Linked DNA regions of Bos taurus: region 1 is linked to region 2. A link is a contact called in public Hi-C data. All regions are on one chromosome and are shown on one strand. Each heading gives the region's core, a stretch centred on a gene start, on an enhancer-like site or on the middle of the called end of the contact. The rest is flanking DNA. Distances are from core to core; before and after follow the strand shown. Region 1 holds the start of EXOC7 (exocyst complex component 7). Region 2 overlaps QRICH2 (glutamine rich 2).

Evidence for each region. Hi-C and Micro-C count contacts between places; a contact is called where the count stands out from the background.
Region 1: a contact with region 2 is called in a Hi-C map of skeletal muscle, with 5 times the contacts expected there. The contact joins the promoter of EXOC7 here to the enhancer-like site in region 2. A contact is called at or near these places in 2 of 11 Hi-C or Micro-C datasets (skeletal muscle and an unstated tissue).

Annotation. Positions count from the first base shown.
Region 1 is chr19:55,558,737-55,564,807 of ARS-UCD2.0, reverse strand. EXOC7 (exocyst complex component 7) reads right to left here and starts at 3,938. Exons shown (of 18, transcript NM_001034250.1): 1 at 3,817-3,938; 2 at 3,567-3,632; 3 at 2,020-2,204; 4 at 1,737-1,842. The coding sequence starts at 3,876.
Region 2 is chr19:55,436,381-55,442,243 of ARS-UCD2.0, reverse strand. It overlaps QRICH2 (glutamine rich 2), which reads right to left. Exons shown (of 19, transcript XM_059878630.1): 15 at 5,523-5,726; 16 at 4,533-4,680; 17 at 4,134-4,221; 18 at 3,080-3,205; 19 at 1-1,641. The coding sequence ends at 1,460. Among named protein-coding and RNA genes, the nearest start is that of UBALD2, 9.7 kb to the left of the region's middle. Within about 2 kb of position 2,108, at least 18 of the 102 cell types and tissues checked have an H3K27ac peak or open chromatin away from gene starts, as enhancers often do.

The sequences.
Region 1 (6,071 bases), core at 2,689-5,188, 120 kb before region 2:
TCCACCATTAATTTGTATTCTTGTTAGAAAAGGGTTTGTTAGAAACCCTTGTTAGAAAAGCAAAAGAAAAAAACATAAATTGGATGTCAAAAACTTATGTGCTGAAAATGATGCCATCAAAAAAGTGAAAAGAGGGGGACTTCCCGGACTGTCCAAGGCTTAAGACTCCATACTTCCACGGACGGAGGCAAGGGTTCAATCCCTGGCCAGGGAATTGAGATCCCGCATGCCATGCTGTGAGCACTCCCCCGCACCCCCCTCCAAAAAAAAAGTGAAAAGACGATCCATAAATTGAAGGGAAATATTTGCAAATCATGTATCTGATAAGTGATAGGTATTCAGAGCAGACAAGAGAATCAAAAATATACGCCCACACAAAAGTATGTACACAAGTGTTCACAGCAACACTGCCTGTAACCACCAAAAAGACGAATGGACAAACAAGCTGTGGTAGATCCATCGAATGCAAGATAATTCAGCCCTACAATGGAGTGAAGCGCTGACACACGTTACCACACAGATGAACCTTGTGAACAGGCAATCTGAAAGCAGCTAGATTCAAAAGGTCACATATTGTGTGATTCCATTTACAGAAGTCCAGAACAGGCAAATGTACAAAGAAAACATGAGTGAGTACTAGTGGCGGGGAGAATGGGGAGGCGAGGGAAGAAGAGGGACTGCCAACGTGTTTCTTTTTACAGGGGATGAATATGTTATGACATTTGTTCCAGGGATGTTGCATGACTCGGAGATTGTTAAAACTACTAAATTACTGATTACTAAACTACTAAGCTTTATACTTCAGATGGGTAAAATTTTATTGGTATGTGAATTATATCTCAATAAAGATGCTTTAAAAATAGAGAGAAGTTGGAGTGTTTCTGCTTACTTGAAAAGTAAGTCCTCTAGGGTAAACGTGGAGTTGTCTGTTTTTTGTCTTCTCCTTCTCTAGCCCACCCCCACACCCAAGTTGTAGCACAGAGCTCTTCACTCTGTGATCTGAACTTGGAAGAGACCCTCAAGAACAAAGTTCTCCAACCCCTGATATTCCAGTCTCTGAGTCCAGGCTGCCCACTGATGGGCTGCAGTATACTGGTTATACCGGTGTGTCCCCTCCGGGTTACTAGTGTGACAATATACTGATCCTGTCAGCCTTCTGTGTAGCCAGGTGGCAATGGTTATACAACGTGAATGTCACTGAACTGTTCCCTTAAAGACGGTTAGAAGTGGTAATTTTTATATTATGTATTTTTCACTATACTAAAAAAATACCCATGCATTTATAAAAATCAAATGTTAAATTTACATTTCACAGGTAACTTGTAATGTGTGTTCTCTGGTGGCTCAGTGGTAAAGAACCTGCCTGCCTATGCAGGAGATCTCTGGGTTGAGAAGATCCCCTGGAGAAGGAAATGGCAACCCACTCCAGTATTCTTGCTTGGGAAATCCCATGGACAGAGGAGCCTGGCAGACTACAGTCCATGGGGTTGCAAAAGAGTCAGACACAACTCAGCAACTAAACAACAACTTATAATTTAGCTAAATTATTAAAATGCAATCAAAATGTATACCTGTAATTCCTGAAACAGAGATTTTAATGTCTATAGTATGTGCATAGTATTACATACTTCTCTTTATTTGACTATATTATCTTTTAGCTGGTTCAGTGTCAGTAATGAGACCCGGGCAGGGATTGGTGTCTGCCAATCTCTCACATCACTCTGCTGGCCCCTTACCACTTTGTTGAGCTCTGGGCTGTCTGGGCTATTGTCCTGGAAATACTCCACAGCCTTCTGAATCTTGGCCATGCTTCCCAGGTACTCCTCTAGCCTACCTGTGGGCCTGGAAAGGAGAAGAGCCACATCAGCCCGGGGCAGATGGAAGATGAAGAGGAATGGTATTGGAAATGGGAGAACAGAATTAACACAGGGGACTCCAGGCTTATACATATTCTATCCCCCTTCCAAAGCCTACTGGTCCAAGAGGCGTCAGGAATGTGACGCTCTGGCCCGAGCTCACCCTTCCCTGATGATCTTCTCAGTGTCACTGGCCACGTGGTAGTAGCTGATGACGTGGTCCAGACAGGACAGGGTCTTCTCGACATTCTCCTGCAGCCGCTGCAGGTTCTCCGTCTGCTTGTGCACGGGGATGATGGAGTTCTCCAGCTTCATAAGGCGACTCTCAAAGGATGACAGGATAGACACCTGCGGGGGCAAGCCCCGTGCTCTCAGGCCTCAGGGTTGTCCCAGCACTGCTTCGGCCCCCCAGCCAGGTCTTCGGCATTTGCTGTGGTTTTCTAGACAGTAGGCTCCAAGAGGAGAGGGAGAGGGTATACCTATTCCCCACTGTATCCCCAGGATCTACCACGTGCCTGGCAGATCGGAGGTGGCCCAAATAAACTGGCTGCAGTTTGATCTGAAGGCGAGGCAAGCATTATATTAACTCCTCAGAAAATCACCACAGGATGGCTTCCCTTCCACCCCTTAAAGCCAGATCTCAATTTATGTTCTCTCTGATGCTTTCCTAGACTGAACAGGAACTAGTTTCATACAGAGTAGCCTCAAATGCATTCCTGGTACCTTCAAACCTCCTCTCTCTAAGGCAATGGCACCCCACTCCAGTACTCTTGCCTGGAAAATCCCATGGACAGAGGAGCCTGGTGGGCTGCAGTCCATGGGGTCACTAAAGTCAGGCAAGACCAAGCGACTCCACTTTCACTTTCACGCATTGGAGAAGGAAATGGCAACCCACTCCAGTGCTCTTGCCTGGAGAATCCCAGGGACAGGGGAGCCTGGTGGGCTGCCATCTATGGGGTCACACAGAGTCGGACACGACTGAAGCGACTTAGCAGCAGCAGCAGCACTTGATGACTGTGTTACTGAATACATACCCACGTTTCTATCTACTACTCAGTTTGGGTTTTCCAGGCTCTTTTAGGAATAAGAAAGGAAGTTCATGTTTATTGAGTACCTATTGTATAGCAGATACCGTGCAAGAGGCATTTCCACGCATTAGCTTCTATGACCTTCACAGCTACATGGGAGATTAGCATCGTCTATTTTAGCAGAGGAGGTAACTGAAGCTCATAGTTACCTGTCAGGAGCCACACACAAATAAGTGGAGGGGCAAGGGCTAGATCCCACATCTGTCTGATTTCTGGCTCATTTTACCCCTCTGGCTATCTGGAGTGACAGCTGAGTCTCCCGCCCTCAGTAACCTCAGAAGTGGTAACCCCACCGGTGATACCCACACTTAAATTGAGGGTGACCCATGGCCAGTACCCAGCCCACTTAAGTCAGTCTCACTAAATGTTTGCAGAAGGAGAGAAAGAAGAATGGAGAACTCAGGCAGAAAGCAGAAATGTCGGGGGCTGCAGCATCCTCAGCGAAGGGGCAGGCAAGGGGAAGAGAGTGTAAGAGAAGTGTAACACTGTTGCTAGAGAAACCCAGACGTTACCACCCATCACCACCCAGGCCAGAAGCCTCGGGCTTTAGGTACCCAAACCCCTGGGTCGCAGGGTTCTCTCTCCAGCGTCTGGAGGCCCTCCCAGCTGAGGGGTTACTCACCATGTTCTTGGTGAGCTGGTCGCTCTTCTCCAGGCTGTCTCGGATGAAGGACAGCGTCTCCTCCTCCTGCAGAGAGAGGGGGGAGGACATCACCAGAAGCCAGAGACCACCGCATCCCGGCTCCACAGCCTCGCCCGGACCCGATTGCCTGGTACCCGGCCCCCTCCCACTCCTGCTACCTCCCTGAGTAGACGCCCGGCCCGGATCTCGGCCCCTTTCCTCACCTCCTTCCCCGCCTCCCCAGCCCCACCTGCTTCAGCTTGTCCTCGATCTCCCGCCGCCGGGCGGACGCCTCCTGCGGGGGGATCATGACTTCGACCCTCCCTGCGTGCGGCTCCCACAGCCCAGCGTCTCGCTTCCGAGGGCCCTCTCGGCTCCCGTCCCTGTCACACCCACTTCCGCCCGTGGCCCCCTCCCCGGGGCGCGCTTGCCGCCATATTTGGAGTGGCAGGCGGAAGTGCGCCTGCGTGGAACTAAGGGACAGGGGACCCCGGCAGGTGGCCATCTTGGGTGTGGCGGGGAGGTGCACCCGGGTTTCACCTTGATGCGTGTTGCCACCCTCAGGTTCTCTAGCGGTGTTTTGTCCCGCAGCTGGCACAACAGTTACAGCTCACTTGCCGTCTTCGTGGCAAGGCTGACTCTTTTCACAAAGATTAATAACGAATTCGTTTGTCCGGATCCAGGCACAGATGAGGCGTTCCCCCGCAAAGCACAGCACAGAGCTTGTCACACAGCAGGCGCCTAATGTGCACAGAGCTTGTCACACAGCAGGCGCCTAATGTGTGCTCATTTAATGACTGAGGGACCTATGTAGTCGTGTCCCCCTTCGGCCCTAAAAGTTCTCACGGAATGCGCCCTGTGTGCAAGCCCTGGCCCGGGCAAAGAATGCTCGCCCATGGCCCCAGCGGCATCCATAACTACAATCCCGACTTGCGAGGGGCTGGGCCAAATTCCTGGGGTAGGAGGGGTTCTGGGAGCACTCATCCCGGGGACTGGTATGGAACCGGAGAGAAGCTCCAAGCTCCACACTAAGGTGTCTGTTTTGGAGAGAGATACATGGTTTTATTTGCTGGGGGTGAGGGCCGGGCCGCGGGTAGAGTGTGGCTTCAGCGCTGTATTTTCCCAGGTCTGAAAACAGTGCAAGGGGAAGGCTGAAAAAGCCCAGACCTGTCCGCGGGGTTAGAACCCAGGTGGTGTTCTCAGTGGTGGAGGCGCTGAGGCCTGTTTGCGGGTACTCAGACACAAGAGGAGCGTTTCTCAGGGCCTCTGAGGACATCAGAAAGGCCTGGAGGGCTGGTAGGCACCCTCCTGCAAGGGGCCAAAATGTCTCAGCTCCTTTGCCCGGAGTCTCCTCTAATTAGTTCAGGGCCAGCCAGGGGTGGGGAAGTGGCCCTGGATCAGGGCTCCTGCAGGGATGAATGTTCTGGATTCACCACAGACACAGCTCCTGTAAAACCTAGTGTTACTCCCTCCTCCATTGCAGAGGCTCACCCTGCCTCTGGTCCCACCCTGGGGTGGTAAGTGGCTGCACAGCTTTGTTGAGGCATCCAGGTACTGGAAGATAGACAATGAAGCATATACTGGTGGGTGAGAAGGTTTGGGGGGCACCAAGTTATGGGGTTACCAAGGCTCTCCCAGCGGCCAGTTCCACAAAAGGAGGAAGAAGTGGGACTGAGCCCCTGGAGGGGGATTGGACAGCTTTCTTTCAGGGCGAGAGGACAGTTTCAGATCTGGTTGATGGCCGTGAAAGTACTGATGAAGAAAATATCTGGGAGGCGCACCCCTGTTGCAAATGAGGGAGATAAAAAGGCAGAATCCTTGTGTAAGGACAGCTAGGATGACTCCATTGAGGCGGCCCTTGTGCAGTCCTGAGAACCAAGTGAAAGGAAAAGTTTAAATTGTTAGCAGCCAGAGAAAAGAAAAAGTGGACTAGAGAGCTTTGGTGGAAAGGACTTTGGGCTCAGATGGACCAGCCCTAAGAGCCTCATTCAACACTTACCCCTTTGAGCAGCACCCAGCCCACAGCCGACACTCCAGAAAATATGAATAACATCATCTCAAGAAGAAATCCTTTATGGCTGTGAACAAATACTTTGAGCTTTTTAATATTCTCATTGCAATTTTGTAAACTATATACATGTGTGTTTTGTATTTTCTCAAATATCCTTCTCTAAGGGCAGGCTGCTTGCTCCTCCTGAGGAAAGCTATGACAAATCTAGACAATGTATTAAAAAGCAGACACATCACTTTGCAGACAAAGGTCCGTATAGTCAAACTTGATTTTTTCCAGTAGTCATGTAAAAATATGAGAGTTGGACCAGAAAGAAGGCTGAGCATGGAAGAATTGATGCTTCCAAACTGTGTTGCTGGAGAAGATTCTTGAGAGTCCCTCGGACAGCAAGGAGATCAAACCAGTTAATCCTAAAGGAAATCAATCTTGATTATTCATTGGCAGAACTGATGCTGAAGCTCCAATACTTTGGCTACCTGATGTGAACAGCTGAC
Region 2 (5,863 bases), core at 859-3,358:
GAAGCCCCTCGCCGGCACGTGGGCGGCCAGTGCTGGTTGAGGGCGGGCGGGCGGCCCAGGTGCGGGAAGGCGGAGTGGGGGCCTCCTTGTCCTTTCAGGGGCATCGGTGGCGGGGGGGGGGGGGGGGTGGGGGCGCCTGGCTGCTCCTTCCTCCTCCCCGCCAAGCTGGTGAGTTTGGATTCTAGGCCAGGACACTGAGCAGAGGAGGGCCTGGGCCTCGCCTACCTCCCGCTTGCAGAGCAAAGGGTGCCAGGTGCCCGCTGGGACTCCGGGGTTCTATGATGAATCAGATCTCAGCAGATGGGGAGAGAAGGGGGGTGCCCCTTCCCGTAGGGAGTGCCTGCTCCACCCATGACACCCCCAGCGAGCCCCACCCTCCAGTGAAACCCTTTTCTGGGCTATTTCCTGCCACGCCCTCCTGTGGCTCTGTGTTGCCCCTCCCCTCACACCCCTAAAGCAGGCCTCTCACTGGCAGAGGGGCCTGGGGTGGGGGGCAGGGAACCCCACCTTTGAGGAGGGGGCTGATGAGAATAGATCTGAAGGCAAAAAACTGCTTCCATGACTATCCGGGTGGGACGCAATTCTTCCCTTGTCCCTGGGGCTTTGGGGACAAGGGCTTGTCCCTTACGGTTGCCTCGGGTGGGCAGCAGTGAGCCCCCTCGTCTGTTGAGGCTGACACGGAGCAGGACAAGGGTCAGGCCTCAAGGCCGTCAGACACGGCCAGACTCCTCTTCTGGGGAGGGAAGGGGAGCAGGGACATGGCCTGACCCAGCAGCCCCTCTTGCGTCTGTGGCAGCTTCCAAGCGTGACCCCATGGACTGTAGCCCGCCAGGCTCCTCTGTCCATGGGATTCTCCAGGCGAGAATACTGGACTGAGGTGCCATTTCCTTCTCCAGGGGACCTTCCCAACTTGGGGATCAAACCCGCGTCTCTCGCATCACCTTCACTGGCAGGCAGATTCTTTACCACTAGCACCACCTGGGTAGGCCCCTCGTTTTGCAAGCCAGAGAAGATGGCAACCAGGAACCTTCCCAGGTGCTGGTGGCCCCATCTTCCCCAGAATGTGCCAGGAGCCTGCCAGCGGCCGCCCTTAAAGCTTTGCCCCAGGGTGCAGCCCGAGCATCTAAACCCTCCACTGCCCTGGGTGCTTACCCAGAGGGAAGGCGGTGCCTGTGCCAGAGAAGGCCTCAGCACCGGTCCAGCCAAGGTCGGGAGAGGGCCAACAACCCCTGCAGGCCTGCCAGTGCCCGGGGCCTGGGGTCTGGCCTGCGCTGCCGCCTCTCTGCCCTGGGTGCTATACTCAGTCCTCTTGAAGCCCTGGTGCCCTCAGAGAACAGCTGGCCCTGTTTGGGGGAGCCACGTACATCAGGCTGCAAGAAGTCTGCTGTCCCACCTGAACCAGGACCAGAGGAGCCTCGTGGCCCCGAGCTTTCTCCTAAGCGTTTATTTATAGCTCTGCTCAGTGAGCAGAGGTGGCCCGCGGCCCCCGGGTGGGCTCCTCGAGCCCCTCCCCAGGAGCGGCCCTGTGCACATCCAGCCCCGCTGGCAGGTTTGCCTCCTCGCCGGGCAGGTGGGCTGGGTTCGGCTGGGAGAGACGGCCCTCGGTGGAAACAGGTCTGTCTTTCTGATGACAGGAAGGAGCTGCGGGACAGGAGGGGCCCCGGATGGCTCAGGCTGACTCCCACGCCCACCGGCAGCCCACCTCGGCTTGCCCAAAGCCCCACTAACCAGGCTGAGCCAGGACATCATGCTGGAGGGTCAAGCTCTCCTACGAGCCCCTGAGCCACACTCCTTTATACTCTGAGTTAAAATAAGTCAGGGGCCAAGAGCCTGCCTCTTTGTTAACATTCCCCCTATTAATACAGGGACTGTTAGGGCCACACTGACTTAAATCAGGGCAGGAATTTCTCTTTTAAGACAGCCCCCGCTCCTGCTTCCGTAATGTGTCTTTGGAGTGGACACTGGGGTGCCAGGGAGAAGGAAGCTAAGCTCCCCCAAGAACAGTCCTGGGAGCCAGAGCCGCAGGCCGACGCTGTCTGCCCCCTGCTGAATCCTCCAGCCCAGGCTGTTTCCCTTTGTCACCAGCGCTGGTTCTGGGGCCAGACAGCTTGGCTTTGAGCCCGGCTCTGCTGCTTTCTAGCTGTGTGACCTTGGGCATGTACTTTAACCTCTCTGTGCCTTGGCTTTGTCTGCTGTAGGTGGGACCAGCAATGGTCCCTATCTTTTAACACGTGAGGATTCAAATTACTGATTCACACGTGTAAAGCTCTTCAGCAGTGAGGAACCCTTGGCAGAGGCGAGGCTGCACATCGCCACCACTGCACTGGTTTCTGCCTCCTGCAGGCACTGGGGGCTGGAACTGGAAGGCTTGGTGCAGAGGACCTCGGGCTGCGGCTCTAGACCTGGGTGGGGGTGCGGTGGGGCTCCCTGGGCCTCCAGCAAGTAGCTGCAAAGCATTGTGGGTACATAAGGTTTCATGAGAAGAAACTCAGCAGCTTTCTTAGACTTTGCAGGGGGCTTCCTAACTTAGCAGCCAGAATCCAGCACCCTTTTATTGACAGATGAGGAAACTGTCCAGGAGGAGGGGGAGATGTGCTCAGAGTCACCTGGAAGTGGTCTAGCCCCCTGGCTCCAGGCCAGTGCCCCTCTCTGGCCCCCATGGGTAGCCAAACCCCAGGGGAACACTTAGCCCTTGGGCTTTCAGGCCGGATTTGGCCCCTCTGGAGAAAGCATGGACGCTGGGGGCCTCGCAGGCCCAGGAGAGTCGGTGCGTGTGAGCAGTGGGGAAGGACTTGGGCCTGGAGCCAGAGCTCAGGCCGCAAGCCCGCCCCTGTTTCCTCTTCTGTGAAATGGGAGCAGTGACAGTATCTGCCCACAGACCTGGCACAAAGCAGGCGCCCGGGAGGGAAGGGTTTTCTCTCTCCTCCCTCACATCCCATCCCTCGGCTCCCAGGCCCTTCTTCTCTCCGGGGGAATAGGGTATATTCCAGCCACAGGCAGGAGAGGGGCCGGGCGGGGCAAGGAGGAGGGTCGGCAGACAGTGCCGCCCAGAAGGACCCTCCATCCAGGGAGGAGCTACCTGAGTCGCTGGCAGCCAGCGTCTGGGCGCTCTGAGGCCGCAAGGGCAGCTGGCCGCTGTTGCTGAGGGACTGCTGCCGATGCCCGTGTGGCCGGGACTGCTTGTTCTTGTGCTTCATCCCCGCGTCTGATGGGAGACGGAGAGGGGAGGCTCAGTTCTGAGACACACTCTGAGGGGGCCGTGGGGATGGGGAGAAGGGCGGCGGGCTGCTGGTCTCAGCCTGCCTCAGCGGGCGCCCTTCTCAGTCTGAATTCGTGGAAATGCCCTTTATAAGCAAGCACTTTGCTCATTGGAAAAGACCCTGATGCTAGGAAGGACTGAAGGCAAAAGGAGGAGGAGGCAGAGGATGAGATGGTTGGATGGCATCACCGACTCAGTGGACATGAATCTGAGCCAACTCAGTGAGATAGTGGAGGACGGGAGCCTGGCGTGCTGCAGTCCCCGGGGTTGCAAAGAGTCAGACATAACTTAGCGCCTGAGCAACAACAAGCACTTCATCCCCCTGTATGTCTGTCTGGCCATCTGTCCATCCATCCATCCACTTACTCTGATATCTACCCACGGACAGCAGCCCCATGCCAGGTGCTGGGTGAGTTCTGACCCTGGGTTTACAGTTCGGGAGGGGAAGTGACTAGAAAGATGCACACACACCTGCTAAGACCCAGAGGGAGGTGACAAAGCACATCCAGGATGGCCAACTGGAAGGGGACATTCCAGAACACGAGAGGTTCACAGAGTGTAGGGGCTCAGGAAGAGTTTTGAAGAGTGGGTGATGCTGGGATCAGAGGCTTAGGTGGAAAAACTGGGGTGACAGCCTGTGGATGAAGGCTGGCCAGAAAAGATGGGGCCACGACATTCCTGCTAACTGGCCAAGACTGGACAGCTGTCCCCCTCTGCAAACACTCACCTGGGGGCATTTGGAGTCAGGGAGGTGGAGGAGGAAGGCAGTCGGGGTCTGGTGGCCCCAAGAAGTGCTGGGGCCTCCAGGAGCCAGACAGACCCTGCGGGACCCAAGCAAGGAGCCCGAGGGCCTCTGGGCCATCTGGACACTCACTGTCTTTGTTCAGGAGGTCCGGCAGCCTTGTTTCCATCCGTCCCTTGTAAATATGTCCATCCAGGCCCAAGATGTCCACCTCGTCGTGCTGTGGAGATGGGTGGGTACCCATGGCCACCTGCCGCCTGAGCGCCCCTCCTGTCCCCTCTCTGAGTCAAATGGTGCTCAGAGCCCTCGAAGGGGCTGAGTGACAGGGTGAAGGGGATGGGCCAGATGGCCGGGAGGGCTGTCTTCTTCCCAGGAAAGGAAAAGAACCTGAGGCTTTGACTGGGTCTGATTAAGAAACTGCCCCCGAGGCTGAGGGCTGAGCAGGGGACTGCTGGCGGCTTTTCCGGAGGGACATGGGAGTCTGGGGGCCCCTGGGGGAGCCTCCCTGGAGGCTTCCAGGAGTATCCCCACCTTCATGGCGATCTGGATCTCCTCGGTGGGGTACAGTCCCTGCGAAAGGTGCTGCAGGCGGATGCGCCGGTAGGGGTAGGTGAGGGTGTGGCTGCCCCCGCAGGGCCGGGGCGCGGAGGAGTAGCTGTAATCAGCCATGTCTGGCAGCCTGCGGTGGAGACGGCGGAGTCACGGGGAGCGGGTGTGTCCCGGGACACGCCTCGATGGGGGTGGGGGGTGGGGTGCAGGTGAGGGGGGTGCTCCAGGGGCCACCGCTTAGCCAGGACAGGGCGGGGGGTGAGCGAGCAGGGTGGCCTCCTGAGGGACACACACACACACACACACACACACACACTCTCTCTCATACACACATTCACACACGTGTATTCACAGATCCTTAAACACACATTCACACATAAGTTCGCAGACATACACACATTCTCTCACACACTCAATGCACACACAGGCATTCACACATTCATGCGCACATTCACGCGTACACACACATTCATCTGCTCATACAGTATACATTTAACAGTGCTCTCACACTTGTTCACACGCATTCACACACTCACACATACACATTCACATACATGTGTTCACAAATTCTCAAACACATTCGCACATATGTTCACACATTCACAATACACATTCTCTTGCATTCTCTCAAAAACACACACATAAACATTCACACATATAATCACACCCACATTTTCATACACACTTACACGCACGCTCACATTCTCACAGACATACACAATCACATACTCTGTCCTACATGGAGGCCCCACTCTACACACACACACACGGACACACACTGCCCTCCCCGGTGCCCCACTCTACACACACACACACACACACACACACACACACACACGGACACACACGGACACACATTCTCTGCCCTCCCTGGTGCCCCACTCTACACACATACACACACACACACACACACACACACACACTCTCTGCCCTCCCTGGTGCCAGGCTCCCAGGCCCAGCCCGGCTGCCCACCGTTTGTAGCAGGGGGAGCTGAGGCACTGGGCCTGCAGCAGCTCGCGGATCATCTGGCTGCTGGCCTTGATGGAGCCCCCAAAGTGGATCTGCACCTTCTCGATGTCCAGGAGCATCTTGGAGTGCATGGTGCGCAGGCGCCCCACGCTCCGCTCCACCTGCCCCAGGTCCCCCCGCGGGAAGCCGCTGCTGCCCAGCTTCAGGCTGTGGGGTGCGGGCCCAGTGGAGGGGTGAGCCACGCCCCAGCACCCTCCCTGGGAAGCAGGGCCCTTTGGAGTGGGAGCCCCCTCCACCAAACCCCAGGGACCAGGGCCGGGCTTGCCGGGGAGGGTTTCCTGAGC